Regions from separate parts of the Mus musculus genome. Here region 1 is linked to region 2. Evidence: chromatin contacts called from public promoter capture Hi-C data. All regions are on one chromosome and are shown on one strand. Each heading gives the region's core, a stretch centred on a gene start, on an enhancer-like site or on the middle of the called end of the contact. The rest is flanking DNA. Distances are from core to core; before and after follow the strand shown.

The links. Promoter capture Hi-C pulls out the DNA fragments that hold promoters and counts their contacts.
Region 1: a contact with region 2 is called in a promoter capture Hi-C map of second pharyngeal arch cranial neural crest, with 2.3 times the contacts expected there. The contact joins the promoter of Fhad1os1 here to the promoter of 4930455G09Rik in region 2. A contact is called at or near these places in 2 of 39 promoter capture datasets (maxillary cranial neural crest and second pharyngeal arch cranial neural crest), 3 of 115 datasets of contacts at active chromatin or transcription factors (bone marrow-derived macrophages, embryonic stem cells and pancreatic cancer cells) and 3 of 9 other capture datasets (adipose tissue, liver and pancreatic islet).

The regions. Positions count from the first base shown.
Region 1 is chr4:141,981,128-141,984,601 of GRCm38.p6, forward strand. It overlaps Fhad1os1 (forkhead-associated (FHA) phosphopeptide binding domain 1, opposite strand 1), which reads left to right and starts at 1,865. Exons shown (of 4, transcript NR_040672.1): 1 at 1,865-1,913; 2 at 2,099-2,241. It overlaps Fhad1 (forkhead-associated (FHA) phosphopeptide binding domain 1), which reads right to left. Exons shown (of 32, transcript NM_177868.4): 5 at 1,021-1,263.
Region 2 is chr4:142,015,867-142,019,285 of GRCm38.p6, forward strand. It overlaps 4930455G09Rik (RIKEN cDNA 4930455G09 gene), which reads left to right and starts at 2,032. Exons shown (of 2, transcript NR_131014.1): 1 at 2,032-2,264.

The DNA of each region.
Region 1 (3,474 bases), core at 615-3,114, 35 kb before region 2:
ACTCACATACACATATACACACACATACACACACTCATACACATACACACACATACAAACATACACACATACACATACACACACACATACAAACACACTCATACGCATACAAACATACACACATACACATATACACATACAAACACACACACACACATACAAACATACACACATATACATATACACACACATACAAACACACACACATACACACACTCATACACACACACATACAAACATACACACATAAACATATACACACATACAAACATACACGCATACACATATACTCACACACTCATACACATATACACAAATACATTCACACTCATACACATACACACACATACAAACATACACCCATACACCCATACACACACACTCATACACACACACACACACAACACACCCTGCTGACACTAAGAGTTGCTCACAGCAGGGCAGGTACGAATGTTCAGGGCTGACTTGGGATTAGATATCTGGAGGAGTTCACCCCTGGAAAAGACTGATTGTCCCGCCCACAGCAGCCACTGATTGCCTGTGGCTCTTCATCCAGGGGTGGGGCCTTGTGAGTCCCCACCCACTTTGCATGCCTTGTGTTTTCATAGGGAGGGATGGAACTCAGGTTCCTGCACTTGCAGAGCAAGTACTTTAGGAGCTGAGCCATCTCCTCGGCCCAATTGCTATCTTTATAAAACAGGAATTTGGATCTAGTTTCCAGAGAATAGAAGCTTTCTGGTAAATGGAGACCAAGTGGGGAACACATTTGATGACACTGCCCATGGTGAAGCCAGGGACCACCACAGTCTCTCGGGGTGGGGGGGGAGGTGTCAGAAGACTGTGACAGATCTAAAGAACATTCTCCAAGGCCCAACACATGCCGCACTGGGAAACAGGGCCTGTGATGGCCTTCTGTCCGTATGCTCTGTGACGTCCCAGATGCCCTCTTCCTATCTGTGCTCGGGCTCCACTCTGACTGTGGTGTTTCTACGCTTTGACGGGCTTGTCCCAGAGTCCTACCTGGCTTTTCATGCTCTCAATCTCCTTCTGCCTGAGATCGTCGCCTTCATCCACGCCCTGGAGCTTCGGGTCACACCTGTTACTCTGCCTGGCTGCGGCGACAGCGGCTGTCTCTGACAACCTTTGGCTCAGGTCGGCCACCTCAGCCTGCAGGTTCATGATCAGAGCGTCTTTATATTTGGACTCCATTTCAAAGTCAGAGAGCCGATTAACCTCTCTCCCCAAGAGCAGAATGATCTCGTCCTGTGTGGGGACAAGAGGGAGGCTTGGTATGGGTGTGGGTGGCAAGCTGGGCCTGTTTCTACAATCTAGGAGGAACTGGGTGTCACTAAGGGAAAGGCAGGTGAGGGGGAGAGGGCAGGCAGAGGGCCTGGAGAGAAGAGAGTTGGGCTAGAACCACATATCCGTACCTAGATGCTTATAATGGAGTCTCCCAGGAATAGAATCTCTTTTTTTTACCCAGAAAAAAAAATACTTTCATGTGGTAAACCACAGCCCCCTGGGAATGTCAGAGGACATTCTGCACACTCCCTTACAAGGCCCATGTTCAGGGTGTTGGAGACCCAGCACAGGTAAATGGATTGGGATACATGGGAATGCACTCTGACCATCAAGAGGACATTATTAGTTTAATAGTTTTTATGTATTCTGAAGAGGTCATTTCTCTCTTTCTCTTCTTCTGGGAGTCCCTGTTTCCCTCTGTCCGCCTCAGGGAAAATGTACTCAGCGAACAGAGTTGAATCAGGAAACAGAACACTGAATGCTTGTGAACACTCGGGTGGGTGGGGGGGTGGGGAGCTGTGGGTGGAGTTCCCCACGGGTGGAGCCAATGTACCTCCTCACTAGGAAAACACGGGAACCAAGACGTCTCTGTTTCTCCAAAGCTGGAACAGGTACCCTGAACCTCTCAGAGTGATGGAAAGACGGGAAAAACTGAATTCTAGCTGTGTGCCTGGGGAAACAGATGGTGTCACGGGCACGAGGAAGCCCACGGGCGTTGCCAAGGACCTCTGGGTCCTTGTGAATGTCTGTTACAGCTCTTCCAGGAGACTCTGTTTCTTTTGTTCTGTATCTTCAGCATTTTACCCAGCCTCATCCACAGCGAGCCACCCTGGGCCTCCACACTCAGCAGCACAGAATTGATTATCTTTTTGTGCCACAGAGATCTACTGGGCACCTACTGTGTGCTGGGCTCTGCACTGGATGTAAACAAACCTTCAGGTACAGTGTCCTGCCGTGGTTTTCGTTCTCTCTGGTGCTGTCCCTGGTCTCTATGCCCTCCTTAAGGGAATGTCATCTGCTCCTTCCGGGTGGCTTTGGTAAGAGTGGATGTCAATCAAGTAGCTCACTTCCTGTCCTTCCTGCTCCTGTCCCTGTGACCCAGGCTGGTCAACCAGTTGTTTCTGGTGTGGATTTTGGGTCGGGGCAGGGGTTCCCCCCTCTCTTTGTATCATGGACTTTAAGTACAGAGCTTGACCATAATCATCCGGTCAGCACAGGGAGCTAGCCTGCTGGGGACTGTCAAACTGCAGGAAAAACAAAGAGTAGAACAGGCAATGGGGACATTCCAATGACATCCCTGAAGATCCTGGATGTACCATGCCTGAGGCTTGATAGCCTTTCTTTTTTCTTTTTTAAAACTATTTACTTGTTTTATGTTTATAAGCATACTGTAGCTATCTTCAGAAACAACAGAAGAGGGCATCAGATCCCATTACAGATGGCTGTGCGCCACCATATGGTTGCTGGAAGAGTAGTCAGTGCCTTTAACTGCTGAGCCATCTCTTCAGCCCCGCTTGCCAGCCTTTCAATAAGACTAGCTAATGAACATTTTCCACCCCCATTGTTGACTGCCACTTGTCCTTGAAGGTGCTTGGGAAATCAGGGCATAAAAGGTTCAAAACAGCAAAAACAATTCGGTTTTCACTTTGTTCCCACCTTAATAGGAGTTACGACGACAGCGGTAGATCAAATGTGACAAAAACTTTGTGGCTTTTGTCACTGAGTGGTATCAATGTCTACTGTCCACCAAGCAAGTCTGTGGCTCCAGGGGATGGATGGAAGCTAGCAGAGGTCACAGTACAGAGTGAGCTCTGAGTAAGCTGTCGGGATGCTGTGGTATCTGCCCTGGGGACCTGGGGGCTGCTCTGCTGGGGAGACACTGCACGAACAGGGCTTGCCATTTCCCCATCTGGCTGAAGGCCCAGACCTACGGCTGCTACCACCTAAGAGCATCAGCCCACAGCACTCTGAGTTGACTGTAGCTGTGTATAAGCACCCACAGGGGAATGCCATGCAAGCCAAATCACGGGAGACACAGGAATGGTGGAGACACTAGAGTTTGGGGTGGCTTGCTGCCGGGTGACAGACAGTAGCTTCTCATTGTACCACAGTACCTCACAGTCTGGTCTCAGGACACCAACCTCAGAACTGTCTCCTGGCCCTAGCTACAAC
Region 2 (3,419 bases), core at 782-3,281:
TTTCAGATTATATGGAGCATTATAACAGCGTTTCCAGGGCAGAGGAATAAGGCTTTTTCCTTAAACAGTGGGAGGGTATCAAAAATACCGCCTTAGAAGAAAATATCCAAGGCTCCGGTGTCTATAACCAACTTGTTTGATTGAGTTCTGAGTGGCTTGGAGGCAGGGGATGGGGACCCACAGACACACTTAAGGGAGTGACTGCAGCAGCGGGGTACTGGAAATGTCGGTGACATTCGTAATTTCTGAGAAATCGCTGTCCTTTTGATTGAGAATGAAGCTTGGAGACAGAGCAGGGCCGGGGGTGTGGTGGGGGGCAGGATCTGTGACTGCTGACTGTGACAAAGGTGTGACACAGTTATGTGTTTAGGAGGAGTCAAAATTTGCATTTCTGCATTTTGATCTTTCCTGGGCTAGAGAACATGACCCCCTTTCTCAATGCTTGGCAGCAGCCGTGGGCTACAGCTGTCTGTCACACCCTCACTGAGGAAAATATCGTATTCTGCATAATGGGCTCTATTGCCTGGTGTTCCACAGGTTAAGTGTACCCACAAGGCATTTCTGCTTACACTATCCCCCCCTCTAGTGTGCAGGTGTTCCTTCCTGTGGATGTCTGTGCCGACTTGCATGTATGTCTGTATGCATGTGAAAGCCAGAAGACAACCTTGACTGCCATTCTTCAGGAGACAAACCCCCCCCTTTTTTTTTGAGACAGGGTCTCTCATTGTTCTGGAATTCACCATAAAACTGAGACAACTGGTCAGTGAGGCCAGGGGCCCCTGTCTGTCTACACCTCTCCAGCGATGGGATTACAAGCTCATGTCCCCGAGTTTACAAGCTGAGGTCACAAGCTCATGGTCCTATGCTAGCTCAGCACTTTGCTGTCCTATCTCCTGAGTTGGACATTTTCAATTTATTTCAAGCATATTGAATCATAACCTGTTTGTAAAGCAGGGAATATCGATAGATGAGTGATAGGGGAAGGGTCAATTCTTAGGCACCATAACTGACAGCTGTCAAAAGAAGGATATCTGCTTGCTACCTGCTACCCCGCCCTCTGGGCAGAGACACCGTCTAGGGAGAAGGGGCCATCTCAGGTCTGCACCCCTCCTCCAAGCTGGGGAGCCCTCAGCGCCCTGTTCTTCCCACTGCATTCAGAGTCTGACTTCTCGCCTGCAACTTCAGCCTCCACAAAATCTCATTGCTCCCAGCCACCTCTCCTGGCTATCCTTGTCCCCTCCTTGGAGACCTCTGGATGGTCCCCCTTCAGTCCCTGCATTCCAGCAGGAGGTGAATCCCGGCTTCAGCTCCAGCCAGGAGAGCTGTAAGGCTTCATGGCTTGGATCAAAGGAAGTGACAGGTTGTGTAAGCTGATCTAGAACCTCCCTCCCAGGCCTGCGATGAAGTCAGTCTCCTGATGAAGTCAGTCTCCTTGATGCTCCCAGAGCCTTGTTGAGTCAATCATCGATATTACCCATCGCATTTCAGCTCCAATAGGCAACAGATCCTAAATGGGACCCCAGACCGGGACCACCATGGGGACCCACAGACTGTGTGGAACCGGATGGTAACAAAGGTCTTTCTGTTCCCCCAATGTCGCAGGTTCTCTGGGCAACGTCTGGAGCGTGCTACATTCATTATCTTTTCTTTTATAAGTGAGTGAGTCAGATTTGAGGGAAATGAGAAGGTGGGAGCCACTGGGATGGGGAGAAGAGTGGTGCCCCAAGCAGGGGTGTACAGTAGTGGGGAGCCCAAGCTTTTTGTTGTTTGGAATAAGTTATGCTGTTTTAAGCAGTTTATTTATTTGCGGGGGTGGGGGAAGGGATGCTTGCCACAGTGCATGGGTGTGGGGTCAGAGGCAGTTCAAGGGAGTCAAATCTCTCCTCTCACTGTGTAGGAACCCGGGGTTGATCTCAGGCCATCAGGCGTGGCCTCGGGCACCTTCATCAGCTGAGCTATCTCAGTCGGAGCCTGGAGCCTTTGTGGGCTTCTTCGCAGCTGACTGATGACGTCAGCTTTAGCCGCTCTGCCACTCACAGAAGCTATGGGCCCCAAGGGAAGGAGGCGTGGGGACTGTGTGCCCAGGGAGATTAGGAAGTGAGAACAGATAACTCGCCCACTTGTGACCGATGAGTGAGCGACGCCCAGTCCACTCGGGCACACAGTGGCTCTCTGAGGAACGTTTCATGGAGGTGCCCTTGTCTCCGTACAGAAGATTCTAGAAGGCTTTGGGTGTGTGTCTGTCAGTGGCAGAGCCGCTTCAGGTGAGAAAGCTTGTTCCAGGCAGCAGCTTGAGGTGACCTCACCCTTTGTCACCCCTCACCTCCTGGAGGATTTATGGCATTGCAAGGATGCTCTCCCGGTGCCTTTGTCATCTCAGAGGTGCAGATGTGGGGCGTGAGGTGACTGTTTTGTGTCATTCCTGGCTCTAACTTTTCCCTTCCTTCCCGAACAGGTTGGTTGGGGCCTCGCTGGTCATTTTTTTTCTCCTCAGGTTTCCTCTGAATCACTCCATTTGGACTGATGGCATCCGGTCTCCTCCCCACGCCCAGCAAAGACTCTCTTTCTCTCTGAGAACAATCGCTCTTTTCTCTCCAAGCCCTGGTCCACCCTCATCTTTTACCCTGTCTTCTCATCTCTCCTGGGAACCGAGTATTGTTCAGAAACTTAAGCCTCAGAGATAGTCCTTTCTAACCCAGGTCTGAATTTGGACCAGTCAAGAGCTGAGAGACAGGAATGATCCCCGGTCACTGGGTTCCAGAAGCACTCATTGCCCTGTGGGACTTGGAACTGGAGTAGAGAAGGGGGGCTGCGGCCTTGTTCTTAAATGACTCCCAACACTCATGTTGAAGGCTTCATCTCCAGTTCATGGTGTTATTGAGACGTGGTGGGAATTTCGGGAGGAGCATGCCCTTAAAGGGAGTCTCTCTTCCTCCCTCTCTCTTTTCTTCCTCCTCTCCTTCCTTCTCCACACCCCTTCCTTCCTCTCCCTCCCAGCCATCACAAGCTGTGCAAACTGACTTTGACACATACTTCATGCCTGATGTTCTGCGGCTTCACAAGGCCAAAACATGGGGCCTGAAACATGTCGGCTGGAACCAGTAAAACCAGGACCACAAACAAACCTTTCTGGTTTGGTAAGCTGGTAGTCTAGGTTGTTTTCTAACATCGAGGAAAAGATGGGGCACACAGGCGAGACAGCCTTCTGCCTCTAGGGTCTGATGGGTCAGAAGAGGAGAATTCCACCTGAGTCTTGAAGAACTTACAGGATTGCGGGATGCAGAGAGGGAGAGAATTTGGGAAGGTGGAGGAAAAAGCTGAGGAGACAGAGGGTGGGAGACAGGCTGGGTGCGGCAGGATGCAGGAGGCAGGTACTGGGACTCAAAGATGGCCCCTGGTCAGCTCAAGTCTGATGGTTT